2 separate regions of the Mus musculus genome follow, and region 1 is linked to region 2. Evidence: chromatin contacts called from public HiChIP or PLAC-seq data. All regions are on one chromosome and are shown on one strand. The core of a region is the stretch at or near the end of the contact, and the rest is flanking DNA. Distances in the headings are between cores, read along the strand shown.

What was found. HiChIP or PLAC-seq counts read pairs in DNA pulled down with a chosen protein or histone mark.
Region 1: a contact with region 2 is called in an H3K27ac HiChIP or PLAC-seq map of double positive thymocytes, with 8 read pairs. The contact joins two enhancer-like sites. A contact is called at or near these places in 1 of 39 promoter capture datasets (the C10 cell line), 1 of 484 Hi-C or Micro-C datasets (peritoneal macrophages), 2 of 115 datasets of contacts at active chromatin or transcription factors (double positive thymocytes and microglia) and 1 of 9 other capture datasets (liver).

The regions. Positions count from the first base shown.
Region 1 is chr15:86,360,545-86,366,998 of GRCm38.p6, reverse strand. It overlaps Tbc1d22a (TBC1 domain family, member 22a), which reads right to left. Exons shown (of 13, transcript NM_145476.2): 10 at 319-394. Among named protein-coding and RNA genes, the nearest start is that of Tbc1d22a, 150 kb to the right of the region's middle. Within about 2 kb of position 1,853, at least 78 of the 459 cell types and tissues checked have an H3K27ac peak or open chromatin away from gene starts, as enhancers often do. A contact at or near this core is called in double positive thymocytes, where this site is marked.
Region 2 is chr15:86,232,354-86,238,432 of GRCm38.p6, reverse strand. It overlaps Tbc1d22a (TBC1 domain family, member 22a), which reads right to left. Exons shown (of 13, transcript NM_145476.2): 2 at 3,647-3,703; 3 at 2,580-2,917. Among named protein-coding and RNA genes, the nearest start is that of Tbc1d22a, 21 kb to the right of the region's middle. Within about 2 kb of position 3,637, at least 39 of the 459 cell types and tissues checked have an H3K27ac peak or open chromatin away from gene starts, as enhancers often do. A contact at or near this core is called in double positive thymocytes, where this site is marked.

The sequences.
Region 1 (6,454 bases), core at 604-3,103, 130 kb before region 2:
GCAAGGCAAAGGACAGCCATCAGCAACCACCCTGCTGCCCAGATGAGAAGCTGCAGCTGACCCAGGAGGGAGGCTGGCTGCCAAGAGCACTGCATCTCCTTCCCCACTGAGTCCTGACTGGAGCACAGGCTGGATGGGCAGAACAGCAGCTTCTCCTGCTAAGGACGCACTTGGCTGAGAGCTAGCAGACCCAGGTACCACTGGCCAGATGAGAACAGGATGGTGGCGTCTGGCAGGGCTGGGGAGCAAGGCTGCCTCCCTAACCTCCCGCTAGAACTCTCCCTGCCCCAGGGAAGGCTGTGCTGGACACTGACTTACCATCAATCCGGCTCACAAGCTCTTCCAGCATCTTCACTTTCATCTGAATCCCAGGTTGGGCAAAGGTGTAGTTGTCCTAAGGGGGAAAAATTACAGCATATATTAAATGCACACAGGATAAAGCAACTTTGAGACCTTAAATTCAGGTACCCAGAACCCACATAAAAGCCAAGTCGCTGTGGAAGCCACCTGTAATCCCAGCACTTGGGAGAAGGAGACAGGGCATCCCCAGATCAGGCTGGCTGGCTGGACTAGCCACAGCTAGTGAGCTCTGGGTTCAACCAAGAGACTGTATCTCCAAGTAAAGTGGAGTGTGACTGAGGAAGGCAAGCAATGTCAACTCCAGGCCCACACAAATACCACTGTACACATACTCACACATGGGTGAACATACATAAAGACATACCACACATGAGCACCACCCGCTCCGGTAACCCAGATCCTCCAAAGAGGAAAAAGCGGTGAAAAGAGTTTATAATGCAAAACCATTTTATAAACAAACCAACTACACACTGCTAGGTTGCCTCACGAGAAACAGGTCCAGGGCCACACTCTGCATAACACCAACAGAGCACAGCACCACCAGGTCTCACTCCCATCTGATGTCAGAGGATGCACACAGCTCCCAGGAACGCTTCATGGAACATTTCTATTTGTTAATGTTGGATATTTACATTTAAATTGAACAAACCAGCACCCATGCGTCTGGCTCATTGAGCAGAACCACTGGCTGGAATGACCACCTCAATGGGCACCTGGACAGCCAGCACCCGGCCCACCAGGGAGCCAATGAGAAACGGCAAATGTGCTGACAGCGCAGCACTCAAGTGCTAAGAATGCAGCCACTGTATGAGAAGTGGCATGCGACTCTTCTCAGTGATGCGGGTGAGGCTCATATGGACTGGAGGCAGGGGTTGGGGGCAGATTTGGGGAGGGAGCCTTTGTGAAAGGGACTTGGAATAGAAGCATAGCTAATATTTAGCTACATGTGACATCTACAGTGTGTGCTCTCTCTGGGCACGGGTCCCATCATCTATTAGATGAGACTCAGCACCCCGCATTGTTGGACGGTTCTGAGCCTCAGACATTACAGAAGCCAGCAGAGGGGAAGGCTTTCAGACATGACATAGCATGGCAAATGGCAGCCCGCAAACCTCAGAGCACTCAGAAGTAGCATGGAGCACGGGCGAGAGAGCAGGGAAGAATGCCTACTCCCTCTCAGCCCACGGGGAGCACGTTCTGCAGCTTCACAGATGGTGGGGCACCCAGGTGGCCTGCACCCAAGGGCAGCAAGTGTCTGCAGTCAGCAGGCAACATAGCAGAGTGAGAAGCATCAGCCCTCCGTCCCCTTCAGAGCCTGCCAATAGCATGGAGCCTCAGCACCTGATCCTGAATGGGGAGCCTTCCAGGAAGACAGAAAGAATTAAGGACAGACGCTGGCTGGCAGAAGTTCTTAATGCCACTGTGGCTCAGTACTAACAAAGCCTACAAGCTATAGAGGTGTCTATCTACAACAGGAAGAGTAAGGCATGCTGGGACATCTCTCCCAGACAAAACTGCAGTGAGAGCCTCTAGACTTCCAGTTCACTCATATGCAAGGGTTAGAACAAGAAGAACTGTGTCTACCAACCTCGTGAGGGCTAGGCCAGGCCAGGCCTTCCAGAGACATAAGACAGCAACAAAGACAGGATCTGGGAACATGGTGGGAACTGCCCTGGGCCTTAGGATGGCCTCCTACCCAGATTTGGAAGGCCAGATCTCTGACAGGCTCATGCACTCTCGTGAAAGTCAGCTCTCCGGAGGAGCAACTATTGGGCTCAGTCTCATAGTCAAAACTTGAGGTCCCGAGGAACTGTACGAATCCCAGAGGGCCAAGCATCCTGCTAGCTGCGATGAAGCAGAAGCCAGAATCAGGACTAACTGGGTTCTAACATACCTAACCTTAAAAGCCATAGAAAATTTGGTTCTAGCCTACAGCTCTTCAGAGAGTCATCAATCGTCTTTGGATCTGAGCTTGCCAAGTATAACTTGGGAGACTTAATTTCTCCGAGGAGGTTAGCAGGAGGTTACTGCTCCAGTCTGTGGGTGCATATTTGGGTGGAGGAATTTATGAACAGTCTGAACTAGATAGAGATGAGAGAGACTAGCTAAGGGTGGTTTGCAGCCTCTGGGTCAGGAAGGCCCTACTGACCACTTACTATATTCTAGTCTGATACACCTCCCTGAGGTTGACAAGCCTCCTTACACAGCTAACTGGGGCTGTGATGGCTACCCCAATTACAGCTGAAGAAATCAGGGTGACACATCTTCTAACCTCCCCACACTTTACATGGTGAGAGCTTCACCCCCACCCACGAGACTAATCAGTGCTCTATGGGAGGACAGAGGCCCTATGGGCTCTTCTTGCCCAGCCCCAGCCTACCAACACTGGCTAGAGACAGTGTGGATTTAGCCAGTTATTTGGCTTCCACACTAGAAACCATTTCAAGCCCACTCACTGTGCAGCAAGAACGACAGCTCTCCTTTGCTTCCATCTGCCACTGTTTTGTTTTACTTCTCAGTTTGTTCAGAGCTCAGAAAGGGAAGCTGGCTTTTTAGAATCCAAACACTGAGGCAAGAATGATACCATTCTATAAGAGGAAAAGGGGAAGTGGGGGTCCTGCTTTGAAAGAACCTTCAAGGCCTTGGCACTCTGGCAAAGGCAGAAGACAAAACCAGCAGCAAAACCAGCAGCGTTCTCACTGGCCCAGCACTGGGCTGCCAGCCTACGCCAACAAAGACAGACAGACCAGGCCAGGGCGCACCTTTAGGGCCACTCTGTTGAATTAATTCTCATATATTCATATTCATTCTCTCTCTCTCGCTCTCGCTCTCTCTCTCTCTCGCTCTCTCTCTCTCTCTCTCTCTCTGACTTGACCTGACACGACACGACACGGGAAATGCCACACTTAGCAGTTACCTGCTGTGCTAATCTGGGGACAAAACATGTATTATATAGACACAGCACAGCACAGAAGGGAAGAGCATGGTGAATGCTGGTCCTGGGATACAGGACAGGGCCTGGCTGGGAGCAGCACAGTGAGGATGTGAGACCTGGGCTGCAGTAAAGCAGAGAGGTCCCAGGGTCCCTAGGGAGCATGGCATATTCAGGAAAGGGGGAGTGTGGGGCAAGACAAGAGCTGGGAGGAGGCCATTCTGAAGGAGTTACAAGCAGGAGGTGAGAAAGAACCATAGCTGCCCAATGATGTCAGCAGGGGGAAAGGGCAGCTGTCCACTGTTGCAGCTACAAGATTCAAATTGTGGAAGGATCCTGATTGTGCCGTGTAGAAATAACAGAGCGGGACTACAGAGGGTGAGGGCTATCAGCTACGAGACAAGAGCCATAATGGAGACAAAATGATGACAGAGCTTCCCACCGAGGACACAGTCAACCCAAACTGTCCCAAATGCTTCCCACTGACCTGGTCTGACTGGGTTTTTGAACTTGAATGCAGGATTTTACATTTATTCCTATTAGCGTGCTCACTTGATTGGTTCTGGGCTGGTATTCCAGGCAGCTGAACTCATTGTGAATCGTGATTATGTCATCCATCACATTAGCTGTCCCTCCAAGCTTAGAAGCACTGGTTAAAGCGATACCCTGAATGTCTCCATTACAGCCTCTGAGAAGAGGTGGGAAGGACGAAGACAAGGACAGGCTTGTGGCAAGCCTCTCAGAGTGCAGTCAGCACAGACCAGCCGCTGAAAACACATGGCGCCTTGCCTAACTCTGTGTTTCCCATCTGCTAGCTCAACTTCCTCCTGCTTCTCACCTATGAAAGACGGGCAGCATATCCCTCACAAGGGTGCAGGGTGAGCAACTGCATCTACTGGAGCCTACCACAGCACCTACCCCAAGTGCATTCCCAACCTTCCTGTCCCCAGCTTTGCTGATTACAGATCATTGTCCAACACTGAGAGGTCCTGACAGACACAGCAGGACAGCAGCCTCCTTGTGTAAGCCACTGTAGGAACATGCCCTGGGCTCATTTGTAGCCACGGGGCAAGCAGCATCTCAGAGTTATAACACTGTGGGCAGGATCCAGTAAGACAGTGCAGAGTGGTCAGGCCAGAGCTACTGCTGGATAGAGGACAGACAGACATGGACCAGAGATGAAGTAACAGGGTGAGCAAAGCCAGGCTGGGAAGGCCACCCTGCCAACCATGTGGCATCCTGGCAAAAACAAAACCATGGGGACCAGGTTCCATCAGAAGGCGAGGTGGATGAACAGGTGGCACACGGACGCTTACTGAGGACTAATGGACAGCACATGTTGTTAGGCATCTGCCAGACCCATAGTTTACAATGTTAATTAAACTATGAGTTTCAGTTGGTCATGACTCATTGACAGTGCCCTGTCAGTCACAAGTGTGTTACGTTAATGCAGGTGTTCTTCAGAACAGGGGAAGTGTGGCTGTGGGGGAGGGAGGGAGGGATGACATGGGAACGCTCCAGGGTTATGGTTTATCTGAAGTTGCTCTGAAACAGCCACTAACGTTTGAAAAGGAAGCAAAAAATAAGATTTTGTTACTAGATGTCAGGCAGTGGTGGCACACACCTTTAATCCCAATACTTGGGAGGCAGAAACAGGTAGATCTCTGAGTTCAAGGCCAGCTTGGTCTACACAGAGAGTTCCAGGGCAGGTAGAGCTATATAGTGAGACCCTGCCTGGAAGGAAGGAAGGAAGGAAGGAAGGGAGGGAGGGAGGGAGGGAGGGAGGGAGGGAGGGAGGGAAAGGGGAAGGAAAGGAGGCAAGAAGATGAGCACTTTCAATAATACATACACAGTCAGGAGGGAGAGGAGAGAAGAGGCCCAAATAAAGGAGATGCAAGTGTTTGGTGCCATCAGACAAGAGGGAGTCATGATGGGACCTTGACAAGAAGCAAGTGGCATCATAACAGGAGAGCATCTGTGACATACCAATCTGCCAAAACAGTACAGTGGCCCTCGAATGCACAGCTAACACTAAGAATGGAGTTATATGGTGAAGTCTGGCAAAGCCACAGAAGAACGAGACACACCTACTAGAGCTGGAAGTCTCAATGTCCTCAGCAACCCAGGGAAGGAAGGCAGACAGCACCAGGAGGACAGCAGACTAGGGCAGGACATCCAGCAGTGTGACCTGGCAATGACACTAACCTCGCCCACATAGAGGAACACACATTCTCTGTACTTGGAGTGTGAACCTGAACTTCCAGAACTTCAGAGAAGAGCAGCTCTCACCCCTCATCAAAGAAGCTTCTCTCAGCAGACAGAAACCATTTAAAAAGCTACAACCAGCTAAAATGTCCAAAACGACTGATTGTGGCGAGCCCAGTCCCAACGATACATCTTCTACACAACTCTACACCAGAGGCTCAGGGAACACTGCTGGAGAGGGTGTTGAAAGATTGCAAGAGCCAGAGCCCCAGGAAAGACTTACACAGCATTGTGTCTTCTACATGACAGTGAAGCTACCCCTGTGACATCCTAACATTATGGCTCCCTAAACAAGGCCCAAACAGTGACAACATCGGGTGACTTGCCAGTGTGGATGAGGGAAATCCTATGTGGCCCCACCCCTAGATAAACAGCACCAGGCAATTAAAAACTGCTTAGAGGGGGCAAATTAGCCTTCCCCAAAGATCAGCACCCTGACTGGCTAACCAATCCCAAGTGGTCAGCCCTAAAAGCATATGCACAGAAGCAACACTGAATGGACTCACACTCAAGCACACATGCACACACGCACACACACACACATACACCAATAATAAACAAAGAATAAAAGGCCATAAATTTGCAAAGGACTTATGGGGTAACATGTGAAGGGGTTAAGGGAGAAGGGGAAAATTATGTAGATAGATAGATAGATAGATATGCATATATATGTGCATATATATATATATATATATGGAGAGAGAGAGAGAGAGAGAGAGAGAGAGAGAGAAAGAGAGAGAGAGAGAGAGAGAGAGAGAGAGAGAGAATTTCCAGAAATCAATCAGCCGCTTGGCTGGTCCACTTTCAAGGTCCCTGGAGTGAGTCTGGAAGAGCTGCAGGCAGAAATGAGCAGACACCACAGAGCCTGGTGCGCCTGCTGCTCTAGCTACCCCTCCT
Region 2 (6,079 bases), core at 2,388-4,887:
TAAGGCTCTGTGGTCCCTGACTCTACCCAGCAGCCTCAACTCTCAGAAGGCACAGACCAGTTTGCAGTCAAGAGGGAGCTTCAGGAAAGATCCAAATTCAACATGCTGGTGTCTGCCTTAGGCCCTATAGACAAGCACCCAAAATACACCCTCCCACACATCAGCCCTGGAGCTCAGGAGCAGAACACCGTGGGGAATCTATGCATGTGTGTGTGATGCACATATGTACATCTGCATGTGCAATCAAGTTCAACAGCAGGTGTCTTCCTCAGTCCCTCTCGACTCTATTTTTGGAGGCAGGTTCTTTCACTGGGCATGAAGCTCACTGAGTTAGCTTGACTGACTAGCCAGCAAGCGCCAGAGATCCTCCATTATGTCTACATTCTAGCATCCAGGGCTGAGATGGCTACAATAGGAATGGTCCTACAGCTCAGATATTTGAATGATTGGTCATTATGGGGTAGAGCTACTTGACAGGGATTAGGAGGTGTGGCCTCGCTGGAGTAGGTGTGGCCGTGGAGGAAGTGTGTCACTGGGGATGGGCTTTGGGGTTTCAAATGCTCAAGGCAGGTCTGTGTGTGTCTCTCTCTCCCTGTTGCCTACGGATCTGGATATAGAATTCTCAGCTAGGGGCCAGGCGTGGTGGCGCACGCCTTTAATCCCAGCACTCTGGAGACAGAGGCAGGAGGATTTCTGAGCTCGAGGCCAGCCTGGTCTACAAAGTGAGCTCCAGGACAGCCAGGGCTACACAGAGAAACCCTGTCTCGGGGAAAAAAAAAAAAAAAAAAAAAGACTTCTCAGCTACTTCCCCAGCACCCCACCTGTCTGCAGGCCACTGTGCTTCCCACCATGGCCGTGATGGATTAGACCTCTAAATATAAGCAAGCCTCAGCTAAATGCTTTCTCTTATACGCATTGCTGTGGTCACTGGCGTCTCTTCACAGCAACAGAACACTGACTAGGACAGAGTCGCACACAGCTATCTGGGAGGCACAGGAGGGAGTGATGAGAATCTGAGGTAAGGATCCAGTGTCCCTCACATTTCTTCCTACTATGAGGAAACATTCACAGCCAGCAGGTCCCATCTTGAGGGTCTCTTGCAAGCAGTCGCAGCCGTTCTGGTGAAGAGGTGAGCTGTTATGATCAGAGGGTAGCACTCTATGGCAACAGGGGCTAAGCCCTGGATAGACACACTCCTGCAGCTCCCAGAGCCAATCTAACTAATCCTGGTAGAGGTCTCACTAACTACGGTGCAGGACTCCCTGGCCTGACTGATGAGGGTGTGGCAATATTCAGTCTCTGTCAGGGCACTGCAGAAATCTGAGCACACACCATGCTCAGTGACACACACTATCCAACATGAGAGCAAGATCTCTGGATGAGAACTCCTGGTCTCTGCAGGAGCCCGCACTAACAGGAGGAACTCTAGAGCCACAGACAACCCCAGCCCCACCCCAAGCCACCTCTCCTGAGCAGCTAGGGGTCTTCTTGGTACTACATTTGTAAAGGAAGAACAACACAACTCCCTCCTAGAAGCCTGAGGAGTTTGAAGAATTTACCATCCAAGGGGCTGGCTGTGGTATTAGCCATACAATGAGCAACAACATGCTATTATTATTAAATGCTCAAGAAAAAAAAATCTCTCCCAGATAACAAATACAGGACGCTCAGCCCAAGGTTTGCAGGACACAGCAAAGAGCTCAAAGCCCCTTCCCCAGGAACAAGACGTCCTGAGAAGTGTTTACTTGTACTGGAGAGGCTGCCACAGTGTGACACCACCAAGCTCCATCATCTCCTGGAGATGAGTCTGTTTCTGATCTGGACCTCCAAGTCAGATATCCTGTGATCCACCACTCTCAGCTCCTCCATATGGTGTGCTGAGGGCCAACACCAGCAATAGCAATGCCCTCGGTCCAGCCAGCTGTGGGCACGTGAGAAGTTGTGTCCACCACTGCATGAGCACAGGGGTGGGCAGAATCCAAGGTTCCTGTCAATCCTTGGATGCCGCCACTAGAGGGCAGCCTGCCTAGACTAAGCAGACAGGAGGTAGAAGGGAGCAATCCCCCATCAGATTCAGAGAAAGCCACCTTCCCCTGTAAACTCGGACTTCCAAATTTGCTACAAATCAAATAAAACCAGCTTCTCACCTGAAGACATGGTAAGGCTTTAGCCCATCAACTCTCAGAAGGCGGTTCTGAAAATGAGGCTATGTAAAAGCCCCTTTCTGAATCTAGCAGGGTGGCCTTAGACTACTATGGATCTGTTTTTCATCTGTAAATGAGAGCACCCTTACCCAGGGGAGGCATGCGTGGGCACTCCTGGCTCCTTTCTGAAGAAGCCTAGGATCTCCCATCGCCTGTGCTCCCCAGTGGCCCTCTTCTTGGGCCCCCACACCAGCCACAAGCCTGGTCCCCAAATAAAGAAAAGACCATCTGGAGCCCACGGGCCTGGGAGGGCCACATCCGCATGAAAGATGGCCGTACAGGCTCTCAAGGCCCAGAGTCCTGGTGCAAACAGGCACACAGCCCTCTTTATTCCAATCCAATCCTTCCTTGGCTCTATTGTCCCTTCATCCCTACCTGAAGGACAAGGAGTGTGGCTCTCACTGACAGACTTCACCAGGCGAAGGTCACCACTGGGAGGTACAGGAGGCTCTGCTATGGGCTGAGGCTCTGGCTCTGGTTCTGTCGTCTTCTGTGAAGGCTGGCTCTGCCTCTGGCTGTGATTGCGCAGGACACGATGTGCTGTCTCCATGACCACCTCAGAGTTCAGGCTCTCTGTCGCCATGGCCAGGAGCTCATCATCGTCTTCACCGGCATCCCAAGCATCACTGGTGTTGCTCTCAAACTCCTGGAAGGTGCTGACCCGCTTGGCCTTCACCGGAGTGGTGGGCACCTTGGGCGTGGACTTGAGCAAGCTACAAAGCAAAGGTGTCTTTACTGTGCACACTCAGCCAAAAAAAGAATCCCAAGGGAGAAGGTACTTCATCTAGATGAGGGTGCCAAGAAAAGCACAAAGTGTGGGCATCAAAATAGGACTTGGCACTGCACAGGCTACGTGATAGGGAGGGAGGCGTTCCAGACAAGAGCCACCAAGCAGCACAGAACTACACAGCAATGGTGCCAAGGCTAGAAAGTACATTCTCACGCTCCCTCCATCTCAGCCAAGCTCCTAAAGCAGCAGCGGACGGGTACAGAGCAAGAGGACCTTGCAGAAAACGGGGCCTTGGCATACACACTCGGAGACAGAATAGTTCAAAGGACGTCCCTCCAAGCTTGACAACAACACATGGCATAGGCCCCAGTAGAAGTCTAGAAATATGACAGACAGGTGCAGCCCTGCAGGGCCACACCAGCACTGGGCTAGGCCCAATACTCAGAAGAGCCACCACCAGGACAGAGAGAGTGCAGGACCGAGGAAGGGTTCAGGTGCGGTGTAAGGACAGTCTGGAGCCACGCTGCCCTCAAGCCAGGAGTGCCAGCTCTCTGCAGCCCCACATCCCACTGCCCAGCTACAGGGGGAACTACTCTCGGACAGTAGTGTCTCACAAAGCAAGTGGCTAGGCCATCTGCTGACTGAGAGAACATTTCCCCTCCCTCTGAACCTCCAATGAGCTGGCAGAAGCAGGTCACCAACTGCCACTTACGTGCCATGTAACAGCGGATCAAACGGTGGGTGCTGGGCTCCATACACATGCTGGATGCTAGGAGAACAGGAAACAAAACGTTAGGGTTTTTGGTTTTTTGGTTTTTCGGGTTTTTTAGCTCTGCTGAAAGCCCAATGGTGAATCAAGAAAACTGCCAGCTCCTCAGCCCCACGCCAGGAAGAGCCACACCCATCAGCAGCTGCATGTCAGCCACCGGGGCTACGGCGCCCACAGGCCCACACACCCCACGATGCTCTGGACCATCAGGGAGCCCCAGGAGTCCTCAGACCACTGGGAACACCGGGTTCCTGAGCCACTGCTCACAAATGTGTTTCACAAGCACGACACAACCTCACAAGGTAACCTCACTGGGAATATCCACCAGATGCGCCTCTGGTTATCCAAACATAAAGAATTTTGTAAAGATGTAATCAATTTAAAAACATATGAGGGTGCGACTCTCCCACCAAAACCAGACAGGCTCAGCCAGTACCCTTGAACCTCAGCTCCTCTGAGTCAGGCATGTCCCTTTGAGGTGAGGCCAGGATATCTGTCACCTCGGCATGAGAAGTCTCAAGAATGAAGCCACCTCTGAAGGCTGGTACAGCAGGAGATAGAGTGGCCCTGTGATGGCTTCCTTGAGCTGGGGTCCAGGCAGATCACCTCCTTTCCCTTCCAGGCACAAGAGACAAAGGAATCCCTACTCATCAGAGCCACTGGCGTCAGACACCCTAACTGACATCCCACTCTGGGGTTCCGACACAAGACCCTGATGAAGGGAGAAGCGTGCAGAGAGACATAAAGAGCAATGTAGGTAAGCACATGCAGGCTTTTTTTTTTTTTTATGAAGTCCTGGGACCATGGAGGGCTCAGCTGGTAAAAGGCGCTAGTTGCCAAGCCTGACAACCTGAGTCCAATCCCTGGGTTCAATCATCTAATGGGGAAAGGAGAAAACTGATTCTCAAAGTTGTTTCCTGATCTCCATCCAAGTGCTGTGGGTGACATGTGCATATGCGCGCACACACACACAAATATGTGTAGTATTTTTAAGTGAGTTAAAAGATGTTTTTATTTTAATAGATCCCTCTCCCCAGATCCTCTCAGATCCTCCCCACCTCCCTCGCAAGAAGAAAGAAGGAAGGAAGGAAGGAAGGAAGGAAGGAAGGAAGGAAGGAAGGAAAGAAAGAAAGAAAGAAAGAAAGAAAGAAAGAAAGAAAGAAAGAAAGAAAGAAAGAAAGAAAGAAAGAAAGATCAAGACAAAACAGAAAGATAAAAAACAAAAAGTGCACAAACCAACCCAGAATACACTTTGTGTGGGCCAGGTACTCTGCAGTGTGGTTGATAAACCCAGTCAGACTCCACTGGAGAAAACAGATTGTCCCTTTCAAATAGTCTCTTGAAGAAGGGTGGGACTTTGTGTGTCCACGTCCCCTTCTCAGTGCTGGAATCTGATCTGGTTTGAACGTGTACAGGTCTTGTGCCTGCTGTCAGCCCCTGTGAACTAATGTGTGGCTCATCCTGCTGGGTTTCCTTGGGGTCATCCATCACCTCTGGCTCTGGGAATCTCTCTGCACAGATTCCCTAAGCCTTGAAGGAAGGGGTCTGATAAAGACTTCCCATTTAGAGCTAGCTGCTCCCCCTCCCTCCCTCTCCCTCTCCCTCCCTCCCCACATTGTCCAGTGTTGATTCCCATCCACAGCAAGGAAAAGCTTAGAAGGAAGTTTTCTTTAAATCCTGGGAATGGAGAGATGGACAGAGAGAGAGGGGGAACATACAGTTCTTGCAGAGGACACAAGTTCAATTCCAAGCACCCACATCAAGCATCTTAAGGCTACCTATAACTCCATCTTCAAATCCCTCTTCTGGCTTCCATGGGCACCTGCATTCATACATGCACATCCCTCCACCACCACACATATAAACATAATTAAAAGTAAAAAAAAGAAAGAAAAGTTAGGATCACTACAGCAACTCAGTGGATAAAACTGTTTGCCCCTAACCCTGACAAACTAAGTTTGTTCAATCCCCAGGACCCATATAGTGAAAGGAGAAAACAACTCCTACAAGCTGACCGCTGACCTCTACCTACATGCTGCGGCACATATATACACACACACAAGCAAATACATAAATAAAATACTTTTAATAATAAAAATAAATCTTTTTTAAAATTAAGTTCTACCTTGCTGACTCTGTGATGTGAAGTATTTCCCCAAATTATTACTTCCTTCTTCTTCAGTTTACTTAAGTCATTTGTTTACCTTCAGTTGTGTTACCTGATGTGTGAGGAGCCTACAAGTAGCATATGTAAATGTAAAAGGCCACTCTGAGGCGGAGAGTGCTCGGACTTGCCTGCAACTCCTTGTAAATCTTAATTATTTCAACATTAAACGTTGTAAACCCCACAGGAATAGAATGAGCTCTGGTTCCCTC